Regions from separate parts of the Rattus norvegicus genome. Here region 2 is linked to region 1. Evidence: chromatin contacts called from public Hi-C data. All regions are on one chromosome and are shown on one strand. The core of a region is the stretch at or near the end of the contact, and the rest is flanking DNA. Distances in the headings are between cores, read along the strand shown. Region 1 holds the start of Lgals1 (galectin 1). Region 2 holds the start of Ankrd54 (ankyrin repeat domain 54).

Region 1 (5,511 bases), core at 2,606-5,105:
TCAGCTGCTGGTGCGTCATTTTGTCCCTCAGAGACCGTCTCTTCCCCTTCCCTTTGTAGGCAAAAACAAGGTAGTAGTGTGAGGGAGACCAGAAGCTACCCACATGGCATTGGCCATGATGTACCCAGAGCAGAACTTGGCTTCCACTAAAATCTCCTTTAACTCCACGACCCTCCCGAGAACTGCATAAAAATGATAAACTAAGGCACAGAGAGACCAGCTAACAAGCACAAGGCCACACAACAGTTGTAGCCCCTTACCTAGTTCAAGATTCCTCCGTTCTATATGAAGTCATGCTATGTTGCCCCAGCTAGCCCTAAGTGGTCCTCTTGCCTCAGTCTCCCAAGTAGTTAGCAGTACAGAACTGCACAGCTAGTCCCAGCTGCCTCCAGTATGTAGACCAGGCTGTCCGGAATGGTCTCAAACACACGACGATGTGTCTGTCCTGGCCTCCTAAATTTCAAGAATGTGTCACCATGCCCTTTCTGGCCTTTATGGAAACAAATGAAGTCCTGTGTTCTGTTCATTAGTTCACCTCCCACCATTCTGCCCTGTTGCAGTGGTACACTGGTTCACACTCTGCGGTCACTAAGCCCCCTCTATGTGCTGGGCTCGCCTTAGCCTGGAGAGCACAAGAAGAAAGGTCACTGGGACCAAGAACACGTGGAGGAGTGAATGGAAGTGCAGATGGACCAGGTTGGGCAGGGCCCCTCACATAGACATACACAAACACTCACACACGAAGGGCTGGGTTACAGGGAGCAGAGGCAGCTGCCTTTATTGGGGGCTACGGGCTGGGGCTGGCTGGCTTCACTCAAAGGCCACACACTTAATCTTGAAGTCACCATCCGCCGCCATGTAGTTGATGGCCTCCATGTTGAGGCGGTTGGGGAATTTGAATTCATGCCCGTCTGGCAGCTTGATGGTCAGGTCAGCCTGGTCAAAGGTGATGCACACCTGGTGGATGGAGAAGGGCAGTGAGCTGGGGCCTGGACCAGCTCAGAGCCCTGGGGATGGCCCCTGTATAGGTGAGGTCCATTATGTTCAAAGAGGGATGCCATTCAGTGGTAATCACACAGCCAGGACGGATCAGCCTCCGCCTCTGACCACATTGTGCAGTCCACCCAGGGCCCTGCCCAGCCCCAGTCCTACCCACCTCCGTGATGCTCCCAGGCTGGAAAGGGAAGGCAGTCTCCCGTTGTTCTGTTCCCCAGGTCCCATCATCCTTGCTGTTACACACAATGGTGTTGGCATCTCCATGGGCGTTGAAGCGGGGGTTGAAGTGTAGGCACAGGTTGTTGCTGTCTTTCCCCAGGTTCAACACAAAGCTAAGGATGACAGGTGGGCTTTAAGCCGTGTTGCATGGCTCTAGCCCCTGGCTGGCTTACTGAGAAAATGCAACATCAGCAGCTGGCCACTAATGTGCCCTGGTGAAACTCAGTCAACAGGAAGGCCAGGAACCTGGATTCTACTTCTGGCCTCACCATGCGAACTGAGCTAGACCCTGCAGATTCTCTCTGACCCACATTTCCTTCCCTGTCTGTCAGTCAGAGGGCTTGTCCTGAAGGGAGCTCTCTCTCCCAGACATTGATCGTTGTCACCCATCATCTTGTGTATCTGAGTCCCTGGTGCTGAGCACAGAGTGGGACACACCATAGATGTTCCCTCACTGTGGAGAAAAAAGAGCAAATAATAATTCGGAGTTTGCTGCACGGAGCCTGGCAACAGTGCTCACCATGGAGGTATGGGTGGGAAGAGGAAAGAGGGCTCGGGAGCTTACTAACATCTGACAACAGACAGCAGCAGCTGCCGCCTTGAAACTGGCCCCTGGCTCTCTCTACTCCACCACTTTTCCTCTGGCTTTATTAGGAAACCTAGGCTCTTAGGGGTGTGGAATACGGAGGTGCACACTTTCAATCCTAGCTCTGAGGAGACGGAGGCATGTGGGTCTCCGTGGAGGCCAGCCTGGTCAACATAATAGGTTCCATGATAGCCAGGGCTATAAGGCAGACTCTGTCTTTGGAAAAGAAAAGAGAAAAAGTCGAGACCTCTTAAGCTTGGGTGACTGGTCCAAGCTCACATGGCTGCTGAAAAATTAGGCGGTATGAATGAGGGGAAAGCTCTGGGGGGGAAAAAAAATTGAGCTTCAGCAGGGCCGCCGCAGGCAGCAGGCACGAGGGTGACCACGCCCTCCTCGCCCCCCCCCCCCGCGTCCCCCTCCTTCTCCTCGGAAGGGGCGGGGGCAAGCTGGAGTTGAGGCAGCAGCTGTTTTAGTTTAAGAAACTCCAGCGGGGAGAGAGGAGGTGGGAGGGAGGGGGAGACCACGGCGATGTCGGTCGACCAGACCCGGCGAGGAAATGACTCACCCAGAAAACGCAGCATCTGCAGCTGCCCATTAACCCGCGGCGGGGTTAGGTAGGGGGGGGAGAAGCGGTTCTGGCCGGTCACGCCCATCGCATTTTAGGTCTGCGAACCCCGCCCCCTGCCATCTCCATTCCTTTCTCCAATCTCACCTCTTGGCGTCCGGGGCCAGCTCTCCCCGAACTTTGAGACATTCCCCAGGTTTGAGATTCAGGTTGCTGGCGACCAGACCCTGTGTAGACAAGACCACCCAGCTGTGTTTAGGTTGGAGTTAGGAGCGACCTACAGTGGCCTGGGGTGTGGGAATGGGGTCATTTCCACCCTGGGATACCCTGACCAACCCTAGGGGAAGCCCAAGGTAGGATGGGTGGTCAGGATAGGGTGTAGGTTCTAGTCTTGATTATCCCTGCAGTTGGAGAGAGTCCCCATTCCCAGCAGGGTGTCAAACTTGTGGCTGTCCTACAGAACAGGCCCTAGAAGATTCACCCATCATCAGCTTGGGGATCTGGACTTAGAGTGGAGGGGAAGATGGCATATGACCACCTAAATCCTCATTTAGCTGATGGACAGGGTTAGGCGACTACTAGCCCAAGGCCCTGCTTCTCTGAGAGAATGCAGCCCGAACCTCCGCAATCTGATTCAAGGCTCTCAGTCCAGAGGCACAGCAACTAGAGCGGAGAAGCTAAGAGGCGGGCCTGCTCTGCGGGAGAGGACAGACTGAGAGTGGCAATGTGGACTTAGTAAGTTAGAGAGCCCAGCATTTATCTGGGCATTGCGCGCAGCTGCCTGGGTGAGTGCACAGGAGTTAATTTGGGTAAGGAGTTTCTTTGACATTTGAACCCCATTCCGGAGGGCTTGCCTGTGTGTCTGTGTGTGCAAATGCATGCAGTTTCCTCGGCTCAGACCTGACCAGCTTCCACTGACCAGCCTGCCGCCTATCTCGGGCCCAGGAGGTGTTTTTTGTTTGTTTTGTTTTGTTTTTTTTTTTTTCTCCAAAAGTTTTCTGGAGCAGAGGGTGACCAACTGAGCCCTGGCTCTGTGATTGGGGACAGCTGCAGCGGGGGAGGGGTCAGGAGACTCTAGAATAGAGCAGAGGGAATAGTGAATGGCCTTGGACAAAATGTCCCCCTGCCTCCTTCTTCCTCGGAGGCCACACCCTTCCCACTCCCACTTCTCAGAAAACTACAAAGTGGCAGAGTACTGGACCTTGCAAGACATGCCACAACTCAGAGAAATCCAGAACATTCTTAACCCAGAGAGGCTGAAAGTTTCAGGGGGGACTATGACAGCCACCCCCATTTTACAGATGTAGCCAGTGAGGACCAGAGAAAACACCTGTCCAAGGCTGCACAGCTGGGACTAGAAGCAATTTCCCAATTGGCTACTCCCCTGTGTTCATCTGCTTCTGCTCAATCCCCTAGACCTTGGAACAGAGGGTCCCGCACTCACACAGGCCATGATTGAAGCGAAGAGATTCCTGCGACCTGCTCCACCAGCTGTCAGAAGACTCCACCCGAGAGATGGGCCCCAGGCCCGCTCCGACCTTTTTAACTGGATCAGACCCGGTGAGTCCCGCCCCTCCCCGAGAATTCAGCCAATTGCCTGTCAGGACAGGGCTGGGGGTCACCAGAAGCGGAGTCAACGGATTTATAAAGTCAATTTGGAGCAGAGGTGACCAGTCAGAGAGGAGAGCCCCTCTCTTAGTCCCTCCCTCAGGGTCCAGGCGCCGCCTCTTATTCTTCTTCATCCCTCTTCCCACTAAAAAAAGATTTGTGCTGTGGCAGAGATTGGGGGAGCCAGTGGAAAATAGTTTAAGGATGAGTTAAGCTCAAGAGTTGGCGGGATGGGGCCTGGGGCCAGCAGGGAGAAAGCCCCTGAGGCCCAGCGCAGCTGGTGGGGAAGGGGGTGTATAGACACCCCCCCACCCCCCACCCCCCACCCCACCCCCGCCTGCAGAGCATTAAAGCAATCTCTTAAGAGGCTGCCGCCTGGCAGGCCAGGGTGTGGCTCTCACTATTGCTCCTTCTGTGGGCTTCTGCGGAGGGCTGAGGAGGACCACAAAGCACAGGCCCCACCCGGGTTTTCCCCGGAAGCAGAGGACTGCCGCTGCGGCTCAGTGCTGCTCACTAGGGCTGGGCTGGGCGCCAGGCCTGAGACTATGTCCTTGGCTTATACCTTGGATTTCACCCCACTGCAGGGCCTGGCTGTGACATCCCTGGGGCCTGAGAGGCAGACCTCGAGGCAGCCCAGGATGTGCTAGCTTTGCACCCTTGGTCTCATTCTTATTTTTGGAGAAGAGACATGGTCATCCCTTCCCATCCATTTAGCAGTTATTTTCCTGAGCACCTACTATGTGTCTAGCCCCGTGCTGGCCTCAGAGAAGATGAGCCTCTCCTAGTCTCTGCTCTCAGAATTCACGGGTTGGAAAGAATCTGACTATGAGCTGAAATAAGAAATAACACCGTGTTGGCATCGGGCAGCCACTCACTCAGGCCGGGTGAAGATGGGCATATGAAGCAGGGGCTGGAAGCCCATGCCTGGGGAATGAGCTGCTTACCATGTAGAAGAAAGCTGAGAGTTAAGGATTGTGAAGGGTCTCATTGGCCAGGAAAAGGGTTTTCGTGTTCGTTTACCTGAGAGTCCTGGGGAGCTACAGATAGTCATGGGGTGATATGAGACTTAGGAAGGCTCACTGAGCAGAGCGGAGGGTTTGAGATAAAACAAGGCACTTCAAGGGTGCTCTTGCCAAGACGCCTGGACTCCTCCCGAGCGCTAGAAGGTTACTGAAAGGGCGAGTTTGCCCTCTCTGCCTTTGTCTTGTATCTGTCTCCTTTCCTTTGGCTCAGACTCCGCTTGACTCAGCCTTCCTGACCTAACCCTTCTGAGCCAAAGGCACAAAGACAAGTCACTGTCTCAAACCAGCCCAGCAAAGACTTGTGGGGCAACTGCTTCCCCACATGAGGGCCGGTGTTCCCCAGGTAACTCTGTACAGCACACCCCCACACCCAGGAGCGGGAGTGACCCTCTCCCGAGAACCCACATGTCCCCTTAAGCGATGCGACCTCTTTGAGCCATCTTACAAGGCCAGTCTGCTCAGGTATGCATACCTCTTGCTGTCTGTGCCAGTTCTTCCAATATTTAAACTTAAAA
Region 2 (5,460 bases), core at 951-3,450, 140 kb before region 1:
GCTCAAAGAAAACGGTGTTCTCCAAATCCAGCAGGACCAATACACAAATGAACTCACAGAGGCTGTGGGCCAGACGGGGGTCATCCCAGTGACCAGAGGTGGAAGTGGGCACGGGCTCCACCCATCAATTCCTAATCAATACTAAGTTGCAAAGACACAGTTTTCTTGAGTGACGTCTCAGGGGTACATAAACTATATTTCTGTGTGGGCCCCCTACGCTGGAGTGATTGACCAACAGAAAATAAATTGAACCTGTTTTTACAAACTTTTGTTTTCTATTACATTGTTTGGGCATTTTTGTATCATTGGTCCTTTACTATTTTTGTGCAGTTGTTGTTGTTGTTGTTGTGTGTGTATTTTGCTGTTATTTTGTTTTTGATAAGAGAAAGAAAGGGCATGAAAGTGGGTGAGTAAGGAGGTGTAGAGGGTTTGGAAGGAGTTGGGAGAAGAGAAAAGCATGATCAAAATCTATTTTTTTTTTCTTTTCTTTTTTTCAGAGTTGGGGACCGAACCCAGGGCCTTGCACCTGCTAGGCAAGCGCTCTACCACTGAGCTAAATCCCCAACCCCAAAATATATTGTATGCAAAGTTTTTCAATTAAAAATAATTTTGGGGGGGCTGGGGATTTAGCTCAGTGGTAGAGCGCTTACCTAGGAAGCGCAAGGCCCTGGGTTCGGTCCCCAGCTCCGAAAAAAAGAATCAAAAAAAAAAAATAATAATTTTGGGGGTTGGGGATTTAGCTCAGTGGTAGAGTGCTTGCCTAGCAAGCACAAGGCCCTGGGTTCGGTCCCCAGCTCCGGAAAAAAAATATTAAAAATAATTTTTAGGAAAACAAAGGCAGTTGAATCTCTGTAAGTTGGGGGGCCAGCCTGATTGACAGAGCAAGTTCTGACTCGGCCAAGCTGCACTTAGAAACATTGTTTCAGAAAACCAAAAGAAAAAAAGAAAAGAAAGAAATATCTACCCATCGATCCATCAATCCATCTATCTACCTAAAATCCCAGCACTCAGGAGGCAGAGGCAGGTGGACCTCTGAGTTCGAGGACAGCCTTGTCTACACAATGAGTTTCAGTACAGCCAGGGCTACAGGGAGAAACCAATCCTTTGAAGTCTGAAAGACCACTCCAAGAAGTTGCCCTCAAATCACCAACTTCGGGTAGGTAGACTAGAACACAAGTCCTTTAATTAGTACAAGGTAGTGCTACAGGTGTTTATTTGGCCTCGCAGGTGTTTTCTATTTTAAAAAAAAAAATTTTTTTTTAAAGATTTAGTTATTACTGCCTGCATGTATACCTACGAGCCAGAAGAGGGCACCAGATCTCATTACAGATGGTTGTGAGCCACCATGTAGTTGCTGGGATTTGAACTCAGGATCTCTGGAAGAGCAGCCAATGCTCTTAATCTCTGAACCATCTCTCCAGCCTCTCTATTTAATTTATTAACTGATGAATATTAATGACTTGTGGCGTGTGTGTGTGTGTGTGTGTGTGTGTGTGTGTGTGTACTTGCACCTCCCTTGGGTCAAATTCAGGTCAGTGATCCAAAGGACTTTCAAGACTGAGGAATTAATTGCTCTTCCCTAATCTGCCTACTGCAGGGTTCCATAGACTATAATTTTTTGTTAAAGCAATGATCCCCGAGGAGGGCAAGAGAACTCGATGAAGCAAAATCTATTACGTTAGAAGATATTATCGCCTACTTCGTGATGATCTTCAAATCATAGTGTGTCTGGATTTTTTTTTTTTTTTCTTTTTCTTTTTTTAAAGTTCATTGAGTCAAAACACACCTACTCCAGAACAGAGTTCGGGGGTTTTTTCACTTTCCTTTCTGATTGGCTGGAAACCATCTTACATTGATTGGCTAAAGCACTTGCCAGTCTTCTTTTCGGAGCTACCACAGGAAGAAAAGGAAGAAAGGGGTGTCCTGAACTCAGCTATTTTATTGGCTCCGGTAGCTACACCGCTTAGTGAAAAAACAATCCTAATTTGTGATTGGTTCATATTACCGCCATTCACACTAGTGAAAACCAGTGTTCTCCTTGTAGTCTGCCTTCCTTACCTGATTGGGTGTGCTATGCAGGCTCTGCGAACTCTGATTGGTCCGACGCTCTGGCGCGGTCCGGCCCTCCCGCACTCTGTTGCCGTGGTTGCAGGCCCCGCCCGCCCGTTCCCTGACAGCGAGGCTTCTCCTGGAGGGAAGCGGGTCCGTTGGTCGGTTCGGAACGAGGCTGGCGCTGCCAGACCCGCGCCTAGCCGTTGCCATGGCAGCCACCGGCGGGGGCGCGGAGGACGAGTCGCGATCCGGCCGCTCGAGCTCCGAGGGCGAGTGCGCGGTGGCGCCGGAGCCTCTGGCGGAAGCCGGAGGCCTGTTCTCCTTTGCGGACCTCGGCGCTGCACTGGGCAGCGGCGCAGGCCTCCCGGGTCGGGCGGTGGGCAGGGCCCAGTCCCCGCTGCGCTACCTCCAAGTCCTGTGGCAGCAGGACGTCGAGCCTCGCGACGAACTGCGTTGCAAGATTCCCGCCGGGCGGCTGAGGCGTGCAGCCAGGCCCCACCGACGGCTCGGGCCCACCGGCAAAGAGGTGCACGGTGAGCTAAGTCAGGGACCCTGGGGTCGCTCGTGTGTGATCGCAGTAGTTCGAGCTGCAGAGGACTGTGACTTCATCCACTTGTTCATCCCTGAATAAAAACTTTACACTCCCGAGGGTGGTTATTAGACAATAATGTGGGACAATGGAGAATACTTTTATTAGTAGAGACGGTAGCCCAGAGCCAGTGTCCACGCTGCACCAACTTGTGTGAAGGCACAGGTCTGAATCAGACTGCTTCACACTGGACCCTTACTTAGGCACTATAGTCACTTGTGGCCTCGATTTTCTGATTGTAGGATGGGTACACTACCAGCCTTATTCAGGGATTAAAAGAAGTTAGGCAAGGTTCTCAAAAGTTAGGCAAGGGTCTCAACGTATGTTCTACCTTAACGAAGGGCCAAACACTTGTTTGATACACATTCAGAGTTACATTGTGACCCATGAAAAGTGACTTATAAAGACTTTACTGTAAGCAAGAAAAACAGCCAGATGTGGCAGTGCACGTGTGTAACTCCAGCACTCAGGAAGCAGAGGCAGGGAGATCCCTGTGAGTTCAAGGCCAGCCTGCTCTAAGTAGCAAGTTCCAGGTCCACAGTGTGAGTCCTGGCAATTCCACTCAGGAGGTCAGGCCTTGTAGCAAGCATCTTTTCCCAGCGAGCCATCCCAACATCCCTAAAGCTTACATATTTATTGGCTGACAATTACAGTGATTACCATTTAGTTATTCTGATTCGAAGTCACATAGCAAACAGGTCAGCCAGACTGCCTTAGTATGTCTGTTATATTGGAAAATGGGGTGCAGAAGAATTAAGAATGGAAAGGTTTTTGTTTTTTTTTCTTTTTTTCGGAGCTGGGGACCGAACCCAGGGCCTTGCGCTTCCTAGGTAAGCACTCTACCACTGAGCTAAATCCCCAGCCCCAGAATGAAAGGTTTTAAGGTCTCTTTTTCACACCTAACAGCGTTTGATCCAGTATGCTGGTGTTATAAAAAAAATAGAAAAGAATATTTAAAAGAAAACAAAACAGTGGTCTATGGATGTGTGCAATTGTTATATCTCGTTTGCAACTTTTTGGACCATTCTCTAACAACTAAGGCATTGCTTCCTGGTCCTTCTGAAAAACAGGCGATGCCTTTGAAAGGGGGAAAGTTTCTGTTTAGGAATTAGAAAGTTTGCTAAGTCATTTGGGAGTGACCCGCTTTGAAGTCACATAGTAAGAGGTTGAATGTGATTAGGTCACAAAGAGCTAAATAAACCCTCTCATTCTTTCTCTCTTAAAAAATTAATCTCAATTTTCTTTGTAACAGCTTAGAGCTGGCAAGACAATTCAGCCATGTTTTATAGATAACAGGCTGAGGCCCAGGATAAGTAACTGGCTTGCTCAAGGTCACCAGCTACCACAAGTGGCAGAAATTAGATTTGGCTCCAGAAGTCAGATTTGCTGCAGAAAGTGGCCTCTCCAACTGTGGCCCTGCCAATTTCTCCTTATTGCCAGGCCAGTGGTTTCTATCCTGACACCTGTGCTTCAGGACTGCCATGACTAAAGGTGGGGGATGAGGAAAAGCTAGGGAACCGTGCACCTCCTATTTGGTTCTGGTTTTTTTTTTTTTTTTTTTTTTTGGTTCTTTTTTTCGGAGCTGGGGACTGGAACTCAGGGCCTTGCGCTTCCTAGGTAAGCGCTCTACCACTGAGCTAAATCCCCAACCCCCCCCCCCTTTTTTTTTTAACTGTCACTTCTCTCTTTATAGCTCTGAAGAGGCTGAGGGACTCAGCTAATGCCAATGACATAGAAACAGGTGAGTGTACCCAGGTGGGCCTATGGGCTGAGGGGAAGGAAAGAGCCAAGCACTCTGTCCTGGGCCGTCCACCAGCTCATCCTCACTCCCTTGGAGCAGGCTTGCTCTATTTACTCCTTGCTCTGAAGTCACTGTGCAAAACTCCCTCACCATGCTCTTCTGTTACCCGGAGTTTTCCTGGTGTCATAGTGCTTATCATGCTGTGTGTTTCCTGATTCTAGCAACCATGTCTGTCTGCTTGTCTCCCACCCCCACCTCCCCCGTGGGACTCAGCATATCCCTCAGCAAAGAGCAAGTGGCTCTTTGGAATTCGTGGCTCCCAGGAGTGAACATTCCACCTTGACTGGCAGGTGGCAACCCTGGCTACTCAGTAGCTGGTCCTTAGATGAGTTTTTTGGTTTTGTTTTGTTTTCCCAAGATAGGATCTATTTATGCAGCCCTGGCTGTCCTGAAACTCACTCTGTAGACCAGGCTGGCCTCAAACTCAAAGATCTGCCTGTCTCCTGAGTGCTGTTTTAGATTTCTTATTAGCAGGGCGCCTGGCAAACATGGGTGGGGCTCCCTTCAAGACACTGAGGTTGGCTTTCTACTGATGCTTCTAAGTGTTTCCTAACTGAGGTAGAGCATCAGAGGTACAAGGACTGCTTCTAGAACAAATACTTCTCCTCCTTCTACTTCTACTTCTACTACTACTACTGATGATGATGATGATAACAAGGATTTGGGGCTAGACAGATGGCCCAGTGGTTAAGAGCACAGACTGCTCTTCCAGAGGTTCTGATTTCAATTCCCTGCAACCACATGGTGGCTCACAACCATCTGTAATGAGATCTGATGCCCTCTTCTGGTGTGTCTGAAGATAGGGACAGTGTAGTCATATAAATAAAATAAGTATATTTAAAAAAAAATAATAATAAGGATTTAACCTGCTGACAATGCCCTCCTCGTGTAGGGGGAAACAGGGTGCTAGTTTACTGTGCCTGTTGTATTGTCAGACCTCCATCATAGACCATTTAGAAAAATAGCACCTGGGTTGGGGATTTAGCTCAGTGGTAGTGCGCTTGCCTAGGAAGCGCAA

The links. A called contact is a pair of places that touch in the nucleus more often than the background predicts.
Region 2: a Hi-C map of the A7r5 cell line shows a contact between it and region 1, with 3 times the contacts expected there. The contact joins the promoter of Ankrd54 here to the promoter of Lgals1 in region 1. A contact is called at or near these places in 8 of 12 Hi-C or Micro-C datasets (the A7r5 cell line, the Rat2 cell line, Schwann cells and 4 more) and 1 of 1 datasets of contacts at active chromatin or transcription factors (oligodendrocytes).

Annotation. Positions count from the first base shown.
Region 1 is chr7:112,364,039-112,369,549 of GRCr8, reverse strand. Lgals1 (galectin 1) reads right to left here and starts at 3,855. Exons shown (of 4, transcript NM_019904.1): 1 at 3,811-3,855; 2 at 2,514-2,593; 3 at 1,157-1,328; 4 at 749-957. The coding sequence starts at 3,819. The coding sequence ends at 811. LOC134479755 (a long non-coding RNA gene) reads left to right here and starts at 4,550. Exons shown (of 2, transcript XR_010053446.1): 1 at 4,550-5,511.
Region 2 is chr7:112,504,868-112,510,327 of GRCr8, reverse strand. Ankrd54 (ankyrin repeat domain 54) reads left to right here and starts at 2,200. Exons shown (of 8, transcript NM_001025285.2): 1 at 2,200-2,585; 2 at 4,335-4,382. The coding sequence starts at 2,261.